Regions from separate parts of the Mus musculus genome. Here region 1 is linked to region 2. The links are chromatin contacts, called in public ChIA-PET maps. All regions are on one chromosome and are shown on one strand. Each heading gives the region's core, a stretch centred on a gene start, on an enhancer-like site or on the middle of the called end of the contact. The rest is flanking DNA. Distances are from core to core; before and after follow the strand shown. Region 1 has its middle 71 kb from the start of Oxsm. Region 2 has its middle 36 kb from the start of Gm31658.

Evidence for each region. ChIA-PET counts read pairs in DNA pulled down with a chosen protein or histone mark.
Region 1: an RNA polymerase II ChIA-PET map of memory CD8 T cells shows a contact between it and region 2, with 11 times the contacts expected there. The contact joins two enhancer-like sites. A contact is called at or near these places in 4 of 484 Hi-C or Micro-C datasets (CD4 T cells, double positive thymocytes, neural progenitor cells and 1 more) and 4 of 115 datasets of contacts at active chromatin or transcription factors (double positive thymocytes, large pre-B cells, memory CD8 T cells and 1 more).

Annotation. Positions count from the first base shown.
Region 1 is chr14:16,169,915-16,175,282 of GRCm38.p6, reverse strand. It overlaps the pseudogene Gm8517. Among named protein-coding and RNA genes, the nearest start is that of Oxsm, 71 kb to the left of the region's middle. Within about 2 kb of position 1,737, at least 65 of the 459 cell types and tissues checked have an H3K27ac peak or open chromatin away from gene starts, as enhancers often do. A contact at or near this core is called in memory CD8 T cells and regulatory T cells, where this site is marked.
Region 2 is chr14:15,270,285-15,275,180 of GRCm38.p6, reverse strand. No RefSeq gene overlaps it. Among named protein-coding and RNA genes, the nearest start is that of Gm31658, 36 kb to the left of the region's middle. Within about 2 kb of position 1,815, at least 12 of the 459 cell types and tissues checked have an H3K27ac peak or open chromatin away from gene starts, as enhancers often do. A contact at or near this core is called in memory CD8 T cells and regulatory T cells, where this site is marked.

The DNA of each region.
Region 1 (5,368 bases), core at 488-2,987, 900 kb before region 2:
TGCTTTTGAATGCATCTAGGAGGACTTATACTATTCTGCAGATGTAATGGTTTTGTGCAAAAACAAGTATTTTTTTGTGCTATGCTAATCCCATTATCTAATGAACTCAAGTTAAGAAAAGCATTCACATACATCTATGACAGGGAGCCCAGAATTGGGAAGCTTTTTAGTATACTTCATGTTGGGACTTCTGGTTAGAGATATTTAAATGACAATGGCCAATTTGGTTGGCTGGGAAACCTGTGGTATGGGGACATCTATGGCTTGGCCTTCAGGCTTCTGTGTATGTGAGCTTGTAGAGAAATGGAAGCTGAGATCTGAAGAACCAGTGTCAGCTCCACAGTTATCCTGAGGAAATGCCTACCTTGAGGAAACATCTGTGGCCTGAACATCTAAGGTCCCAGGAATGAAGCCCTCTGGTGTCTTGGGTTTGTCTGTCTCAGTCCTAGAAAAATCTTTGTTCCTCAGAGACTCCAGAAAGCAGAAAACTTGGGTCATATGGCAAGTACCATTCTGGTCCTAAAAGGTTTATCTGGTTTGAATCAATGCCTTAGTCAGACTGAGGATATAGGATCAGGCTCCAACTAGGAGAGTCTACTTGTAGGGGCCTCACTGGAAGCAAAATGTAGAATATATCATTTTGGTTAACCACTTGTGTCTGTATTCAGACCATTTTCCCCTCCTTCAAGTTCCTGTGGCAGAGGAGAATTTGGGAAATGCCCTTTTAAGAATACTTCCCTGCCTAGGTCCTAGTAGAGAGTTTTCAGTAGGAACACTTGGTTAGAAAGAGGTAGAGTTTCCAAAGATGCTTTTAGAGAGTCCTAGAGGATCAGCCACATCCTGATTGAGGCAAGTTCTCTGTGAAAGTGCTGGTAGCCAAATTTCCTCTGGTTTTGCTACATGTGTGAATGTCTCTAGATCCCTGTGTAAAGCACTCCTACCTGTAACACAGACCACTTCCACATTTTCCAGATTAATTATGACTACAGCAAGCAATTACAGTTATTAAATTTTCTTGGCAGGGCTTTAACAGGGCAGAAGGGCAAATTAAATAGCAGATTTGGAAGCTAGGGTTGAGGCTTGGGCATAGGGCAGAGGCTGGACAAGCCAGGCCTGGTTTGTGGGTATGGAAGTTTTTGATGTCTATCAGGAACCACATGTGATATAATTGACCACAGCCTTGCTACTTGCTACTGAGTGGTAGCCTGGAAAGGACCAAAGGAGGCACATCAGAAGGTCAGAGGTAGAATGAGGTATATCTGAAACAAGGCTAGGCTGAGGAAAAATGGAAGGCCTAGCATTCAGGGATTCATTTGAAGTCCTGGAAAAGATCCCATGAGGGTCAAGACTAGGGTAAAATAGCCAGACTCATCATAAAGGGACTAAACAGATGAGCCTTGGTGGTTGGGAAAGTCAAGGTAGAAAATACTCACTGATGTTGCATGCCTGTGAGTCTGTGGATCCTGGATCAAGCATTGACCTTTAGGGGGCAAGTAGAGAACATTGGAAATCACAGTGGCTTAAGGCAATAAGACAATGTTTAGTACTCTTACATAACAGCAATAGGGCTTCCCTAAGCAAGTCAAGACTGATTTAGGACGAGGCAAGGAAAGATGCTGTTAGAAATAAGTTTGAAGTTGCAAAGAAAGAGATTACAATCAGGTTAAAGTGTCTCAACAAAGAAGTTTATTTCCTGTCAGAAGGGTGTGTTATTCACAATGATGGTTGAGCAAGCACACCTGCCCAGGAAGTGAACTCGGTTTGTGGGTGAGCAAGCACACCTGCACAGGAAGTGCAATTAGTTTGTGTTTAACTAGCCGCTGACTGTGTCTTTTCCCCATTGGCTGAGATTTGACCTCATGGTCTTTTGAGGGTAGATAATTTCAAAACAATTGGAGCAAACAATGAAGATGAGCAGAGCAGTGAACCATTAAGATATGATGATGCCAAGCAGGGCATTTGTGTAAAATCAGGCTTACCCTGGAAAGGATGAAAACATTTGCATAAAGGTTTTACCAGATGGGGAAAGTAAAGAGATTGGAATTCCTTGTTGTAAACAAAAGTTTTGTAGTGTTTGTCAGGACAGTCTAATATTAAATGTTTCTTACAATATGAAGATTGAAGAGTTACTGACTGTGTCCTGGCTGGTACATCTTGGATTTAGGGCTAAGACAGACACAGCCTCAAATATGGGATCCTTATGTGGCCCCACAGACACTGTCACATATGTGAAATCACAAAGGGGTTCCTTAATGGAGGTATATAAAATGAGACCTCGAGACTATGTAATGGCATTTGTCACTTTTTGTAGATGGCTTCATACACTTAGTGAGGTTCCAAGAAATCAGTTTTCCATTCTGTGCCTCAGTGTACCCCATTTGATGCTTGAATTCACATTCATCACACACATTTTAAAAAACAGAATATAATCTATCAATTTATTATAAAATATTTGCTTTCATTTAAAAGCGACAGTTGTACTGAAGTTCTGACATTTTTTATTGCTATTTTAGATTTTCTATTTTCTTTCAATCAATTGAATTTTAGCAAGATAGCTTTCTTTTTATGTGTTTTTGTGTGGGCTAGTTTTTTCCCCTTTGGTTATGTTTTTATTCAAATAGACTGTCTCTATTGGCTCTCTGGAATGAAACAAATTTTAATCGTTTATGCAGCCGGCTTTTTTCCTTCTGTGGTAGGTTTCTTTTCTGCTGGTTTTCTTGGTAGCCACAACCCTTTTCCCCTGCAGGCTTCTTATCTTCTTGACATCCTTGGGCTTCCTTTCTTCCTTGCCTACAGCCGACTTCTTGTCTGCAGTCTCCTGTGCTGCAACCTTCTTCAAGTTGGCTGCCTGTGCAGTGGCTGCTGTTTCCAGTTTTTCACCTGAAGTTTGTGATTCTGGCCTTAGGAAGAATGGTATTCCTGTGCATAGTCTTTGTGGTTCTTCAGTGGATTCTTCTTCAAGACTCTACACTGAATCTTCTTGTGTGGTGCTCAGGGGGCTCTTTGAATCTCTGGGATTTTCAAGATTCTGCTAAGATCTGAGTTCATCGTCTTGTGCATGGGAAGGTTACAGTTACTCTTGAGGAAAGCAGCCTTATGCCAAATGCCATACTACTCATCTAACTTCCAGAAAGCACTTTGAGTCCAAATTCTGAGACATCCCACATGCCCACCAGGAGTAGATTTTAAAATGTTTTTGCTTACATTAAGTAGAGTAATACCAAGGATGTTTCTGAAGGCCTTGATGAAACCATTATCTTCATTGTATAGGACACAGGGTCCCCACTGCTGGGTCTGCTGTTGGTTTCTCACTTGGCTTTTGCCACCTCTCGTCCTCTGAGAGGAATAGACATTTTTGATGTCATCCCAAACTTTAAGTTTCTTTAGCAGCCTCCTTGGTCTTCTTGTAACCTTCAACCTTATCTTCAACAACCAAAGGCAGTTCTGAAACTCCCTTAATTGGAAGACCTTTAGACATCACCAAAGCTGGTAAAGCTGAGGCAGCCAGAGCAGAAGAGATGGCGTATCACTTTTGTGTTGTGTTCACTCTGTGGTGCCAATGAGGTTTTGGTTGTTGCAAATGTTAAGTCCCCAGGACACATATTTTCAAAGGCACCCTGACCAGAATAGTGGGGTAGGTCTCACCATTTCCAACTCTTGGAATTTGAGCCACAGCTTTGTTAGTACCCCAAGACTCAGCACTGGTCTGATGACCTGCTAATTCCCTGATGGCACAGGACTATCTGTTTTTTTTTCCCTCAAGTTGGTGTGAACAAAGTTCACATTATCCAGTCTAAAGGGAGCTTTGAACACAGCTGGCAAAGTGATATTATTGCCAGATGACTCCCCTTTTTAGAGTACACTGATAATAGGGATAAGGTACAAGCTATGACAGGAGAGGAGAAGGCCACACTCCTCTCTTGGTATAATTTTTTTGTTTGTTTGTTTGTTTGTTTGTTTGTTTTTTAGCTCTTACTACATTTTAGGGATGAGAATGTAGCTCAGGGGTAGAACACTTGTCCAATATGCATACAACCCTGAGCTCAGTTTGTAGTACCAACAAATTAACTTAAAAAGTTGGTTGGAAGTTTCCATATAAAGATATTGACAAATTATGCTGATTAGAAAATGTTCCATTTATATTTGCAATTATCTAAAGCCAAAACGCATCAACAGCTTTTTTTCTTTGTTATGATATTGAAAGAATATAAAAATGGAGTTTCACTATGTTGGCCATGCTAGTTTTGATCATATAAACATCCTGTCTTGACCTCAGACAGGATCAGAGTTATAAACCATCAAACACAGGTAAACATTAGATTTCAATAAATATTTCCCATGTATACTTTTCAGCAGACTTAGGGTATTGGAGCATGCTTGCATAATTTCCACACTCTGCAGAATTGCATGGTCCATACCTCCCTGAACTAGTCTGTGTTACATACTGAGAACCTCTCTACAAACAAACAAACAAACAAACACCAAAAATAAAGATGTAACGAGAGAGAAGAGAGAGAGAGAGAGAGAGAGAGAGAGAGAGAGAGAGAGAGGCAATTTAACATAGTATAGTCCCTCCTTTTCCCAACACACTTAGCTCTCCTAGCACATTTATACGTACAAGAACTCCAAGGCTCATATATGGGAGTTGCTTGACAAAGGAGGTGATATCTTTACTTTTACTAGATGTCAAATTATTCTCAAGTCACTGCTTCCCCTCCTTCCCGAGGTGAGCCTGAGAGTTCTCTCTCCAGCTCTCTAACAAACACCTGCATTTTCTGACTTGTTAGTTTCTGGCAGATTGATGTGTATGAAATGGTCTCTTGTGGATGTTTTGATTTCTGTCTCCTACTTACTATGTGTGTGAGCATCCTTCCTGTTATGTTCTCTGTAAGCTGCCTACTCACTGTCCTCTGCTACTTGGTGGTTCACATTTCCTCTTGGTTGGGGATCACCTTTGGTACACTGGGTCTTCATCACATTTTGGTCATGATCTATGTATTACAGTCTCTGGCCATGTGTTAGTTTCTTCATGTTCTTGTTTGAAGCTGTATTTTGACTTAGTGGATATATTACCAATTTTTTTGTGTAGTGATTCATATTCTATCCTGTTAATGCAATTTTATAAGTAGCAGTTTCTTATTTATCTAGGCTAGTTTCCAAATGAACAAGAGATATAAGATTTGTTTATTCAAGCTTCTGAGGAACAGTAGTTGAACAGTTATTAATCTATTCTTATCTTCTAAGCTAGTCTGGCGACCTTCCAGCCAGAATCCTGGAGGTACTTGCCTTCCAGTATTCATCTGGCTCTTTCTGCTCCAGGTGATATTCCATGGTGCCCCCTGGAACCTTCCCCACATAGTCATTCCTC
Region 2 (4,896 bases), core at 566-3,065:
TACTTTATATATTGTTGTAATTTTTTTCTATTATCTACAATCTAAAGTTGGTGAGGAGTCTTGTTAATAAAGTGTGGGTAATGTGGAGTTCAATTGTTTTGCTGTTGTTGTATCCTGATCCGATAACACTTGCTTTTTACAGTAAAATGCTACTTCAATTAAATCTTGTATCAATCCTCAATCTACCACGAATTAGCTTCACCCATATCTCTTTAGGACTTCTACTAATGGGCTTTACTTAGGCACACTTTAGAATAAAATAGCTAGTAATTCACACCAGCACAATGTTAGTGCACCTTTTTTATTGTGCTGGAAATTTTGTTTGAGGTTTGGTTGTTCCTGTTGTTGTTGTTGTTTCCCTTCCTTTCCTTTCCTTTCCTTTCCTTTCCTTTCCTTTCCTTTCCTTTCCTTTCCTTTCCTTTCCTTTTCTTTTCTTTTTAAGAGGAAACAACACTTAGTTCTCCTTTGCCTGGTGGATTTTAGCATAAATGTATATAGATAAAGAGTACAAAGAAAAAAATGAGTATAGCAATAGGTTATTGGACTCTGCTAATCAAGATGAGCTAGGTTACATCTGGTTACTGCTCTGGGAGAATCTCTTTTATTGTGATTTCTAAGTCTATTCTAAGTGGTTTTAAATTTTATTCTATGAAAAATTTTAGGTCAATTATGTATTATTGACTAAGTAAATATTATATTACTAGTACATAAATATCTCATTTATATATGATTATAAATAAATCTGCTTATCTGACCAAAATATAAGTATGCTAGTATGACATTGTGTATCTTATGACTGTCATGTAATTTCTCAACACAAAATTTTAAGGTAGATTCTCTTTTGGCCATGCTTTGGCAAGAAGTTTTCAATGTAAGATATTTAGCAAATTGTCTTCAGTAAAGAGCAAAGATGAGATTTTAAGCCAAGGTAGTATGGTATGGTCCCCAAAGTGAGATGCTCCCCTTAATGCCATAGGAATTTAAGGAATGCTGGATAGAATTCTGCCTGGCCCTTCTTTGAGCCACTTTCCTTTCTGGTTATATGCTGACCCCTGCACTGCCATAGCACACATACTGGTAACCGGAGCTGTGACTATCTAAACAGGGAGTTAGCCAGGAGCTTAGGGGAATGCAGCATTACAACAGCCTTCAGGATAACAGCTCAGAACTACCTTCTAGAGAGGCTATGCTTCCTATGTAAGGATCTTTCTTCACTCCTACTACAAGGAACAATACTAATTATTTTCTTTTTTGTGGCAGTTTAATGTTTCCCCAGGGTTGGTGCCCTTGGTTTTAGAAACTGGCTTAGAATACTCATGTCCAGGAATACAAATGCTACACAATGTGAATTTCATTTTCTGCTTGGTTTTGTAAGTGAAATCATACTCTGTTACCACTCCTGTCTGCTGCCACCAAAGGCATTAATGAAATGTGACTTCCAGAATTAGTTTTCAAGATTGTCTTCCATTACACTCAGTTGTCTGAAAATGCTTTTTAAAATCTATGTCTAGACACAATGAGGTGTGGGGAAAGTCACTCTTACTAATGCTCAGTGAGGTCTGCTAGTCACATAGATTGTTTAATCTCTGGATTTAAAGGTCAAGACCTGCACAGAGATTTTAACAGTTACAACTGAGAGCTGTTCTCAGATAAAAACTACACAGATTCATGTTTCACTGTTTGGAGCCCAAGTTTCAGGTTGTCTTCAAAATTGATGTTTCAATTCATCAAAACCTCAGAAGTTGATACAGAGCCAACCATCCTTCAGAAATACATCCTTCTCTTGATCTAAGCTCTTTGTTCTGGATGTGGTTTCTGAAGCACAAAGTTTGAGAGTGAGATGAAAGACCTTGGGGCCATTTCCCTGTGGACAAACTCTCAGCTCTCATTCTGAAGAAACCACACTTAGAAGTGGTCAGCATGGGAAAGAGGTAAGCAGCACACTGTTCACATGGCTCTAGCTGCAGCACAGTATCTTCCAGCATCTCTTTGTAAGCCGGCCAATTCATTGTGACTTAATGTTTACACAGACCTGACTAAGGTTGCACAGTTCTGTGATCAGGCTGTACCCATGGGACATGTAGAAGTATTCTTGAATCATAACTTAGTGTTTCCGGTCCACACATGAGGTGAGCAGCTCAGACTCACTCCTCTTGTGGCACTGTTAACACAGCATGATGAGAGCAGCATCCTAGCTTGAAGTGGTTGACAGATGAGAAAATGCATTAGAGTGTGGCTGTAGTCCCAGGTAACGTGTATTTCTATCTAGATAGTGATTAAGAAACACAAAACCGCTCTTTAAATAAATAAATAAGTGAGTATCTGCTTTCAAAATGATGTATACAATGTCAACCTCCCAAAGATAAGTTATGGAAGAAGCAATTGTTAATGTTCATAGTTTCTAAGAATTGTTGGCTTATATTAATTTTTAATTTTCACTGTCTTAATTTTATTATATAGGTAGGAAACATTTTTCCCACTGCTGGGGGCATTGTTTGGGAAGGTTCTGGAAATTTGTTGTCTGGCGTCTAGATAAAGGAAGTATATTTCAAATAGTATAAGCTTTTATGTTTATAGCATAAGCATGTTTCCTGTCTCATCTCTACATCCTGTTTTGTTGAGATGTGACAAGGTGAGAAAAAAATAGCCAAACACTATACCATCCCTTTCTGCTTTCATAGACTACACCCTCAAGCTATAATCAAATGCCAGCTTTTCTCCATTAAATTGCTTCTTGCCTGGCATTTGTTTGCAGAAATGTTAAAAGTAACTAACACAGAAGTTTGATAACAAGAAGTTGGGTTGTGAAAGTTGGATTGGGAATGTGAGTGTATGATTATGTAGATCATAGGACCAAAGAACATTAAGCATAGCTGCATGCATTATTCTGGTAGGAGCTCATGAGACCAGAATGAAACAGTAAAACTAGAGACACTGAAGGTTATTTTCTGCTTCTGGTTCTATAGAGATACAGGTGAGGAGACCTAGCCCTACTAGAGTGCCTTCTCACTTACAGTGGACTATATACTCATCTCTTGGTTAATTTTTGCTGTAAACTCAAACAGAATTGAAGTGTCTTTAGTCTTGTCTGTATAGCTGCTTCCAGGATGACAGAATGACACAGCCTAAGTTGCTCCTATTGAGCAAATTGTCACAACTGTAAGAAACATAACTAACCTTCCAACCATGATCCAAAGTTAATTCTTCCTCTCTGACAATGGTTTTTGTCAGGCATTTGGTTATAGAAATAAGAAAAACAACTGATACACATGTAGATTGGGAGGCGGCAACAGATTAATCAATACACAGAGAAAATACAAATTTGTTCTAGAAAGGTAAATAAGACTCATTTTTGGTTCCGTATCAAATCTCTGCTGACTTTTATCCTCAGTAAATAGGTTAATGTTAGAATCTACCTTATTGAAACTGACATTCGTGAGTTATAGGAATCATGAGATGAAACCAGGAGCCCTGAGGACTTTACCAGCTCCTTACATTCTTCTCACAGGCTTTGTTGTTGTTGTTTTAAAGATAAGAACAAGTGCCAGGTGTGGTGGTGCACGCCTTTAATCCCCGCACTTGGGAAGCAGAGGCAGGTGAATTTCTGAGTTCGAGGCCAGCCTGGTCTACAGTGAGTTTCAGGACAGCCATGGCTACACAGAGAAACCCTTTCTTGAAAAAATAAAATAAAATAAAGATCAGAACATCCTAGGTAATCAGGAGTAGAACAAGAAGAGAGTCCGGTTAAATTTTCAAATTTATCCTATTTTTCTGGGACACCTCCTGACATGGGTCTATGGTGAAAGGAGTTAGCAAGGTCTTCTCTTCTGTCCCCACTCATACCAACTCTGCACTAAACAAGAAAGACAGTGAAGTACTGGTAAATTATGGTAGGATGTCATGGGAGAAAGAAATAATCACTTTTCCTCTGCCTAGTGCCCACTCTGAGATCTGCTAGAGATCATTATCAGTAATCACGTCAGGCCCCAAGCTAAATGACTAGTCAACATTGGCACATTTAATACTCATCCAGTCCAGTAAGATGCATAGCTACTCATAGCTTTTGCAAATTAGAATCATGGAGATTTTAATTATGCAAATCTGAAATTGTTTAATATAAAGTATCAACACATTCTCACTTCATTTGCAAACTTCAAATATAGCAATAGCAAGCCACTCTCAATTTAAAGTATTACCAAGAAATTCCCTAATTCAAAATTAAGCTTAAAATGCTAGGTTTGATGATACATATCATAGTTCCAGCTACTGGGGTGTCTGCGGCCTAAGGATAATGCTCTTGAGAGCAGGCTGGCCTACTTAATAATACTCTTTCTCAATAAGAAACCCAATGAAAATTCACAAAAAATAAAATGTAAGCCTAGAGAAAGCTTTCAATCTGAATTACACCTTGCTAACATATGGTAGATACTTTTGCTGAAAATTAATAATTGTTAGGATTAAAGTTAAAGCTTGCTGAAAACTAGCTAAGTGCTTCCTGGATTTGAAGCCATCTATTTATAACAGGAAAGAAAATCCTGCCAAATAGAACTATTATGATCCCTAATTTGCAGAGAAGGAAGAGAAGATGTGCAATTATTGAGGAAGAAGATGGAACCCAGCCTTGCTCCAAAGGATTAGTCCTGAATTTGCATCTTTAATCAAATCAGGTTTTAGAGCTGTCTCCTATGATGTATGCTTTCCTTGTGGATTTTCATTCTTACCTTTGAAATCAAATTGAGAGGCAGTTAAGTAACTTTTGCACAACCTCAAGGCTAATGGGATGGACATTCACAGGACAGGGAGAGTAAATTGACACACACAGGCAGATCTCACCTGGCACCCAGCTGAGCACCCGTTGACACTGCATGTTATTTTTGTACCTCTTCGTCCCCGGAA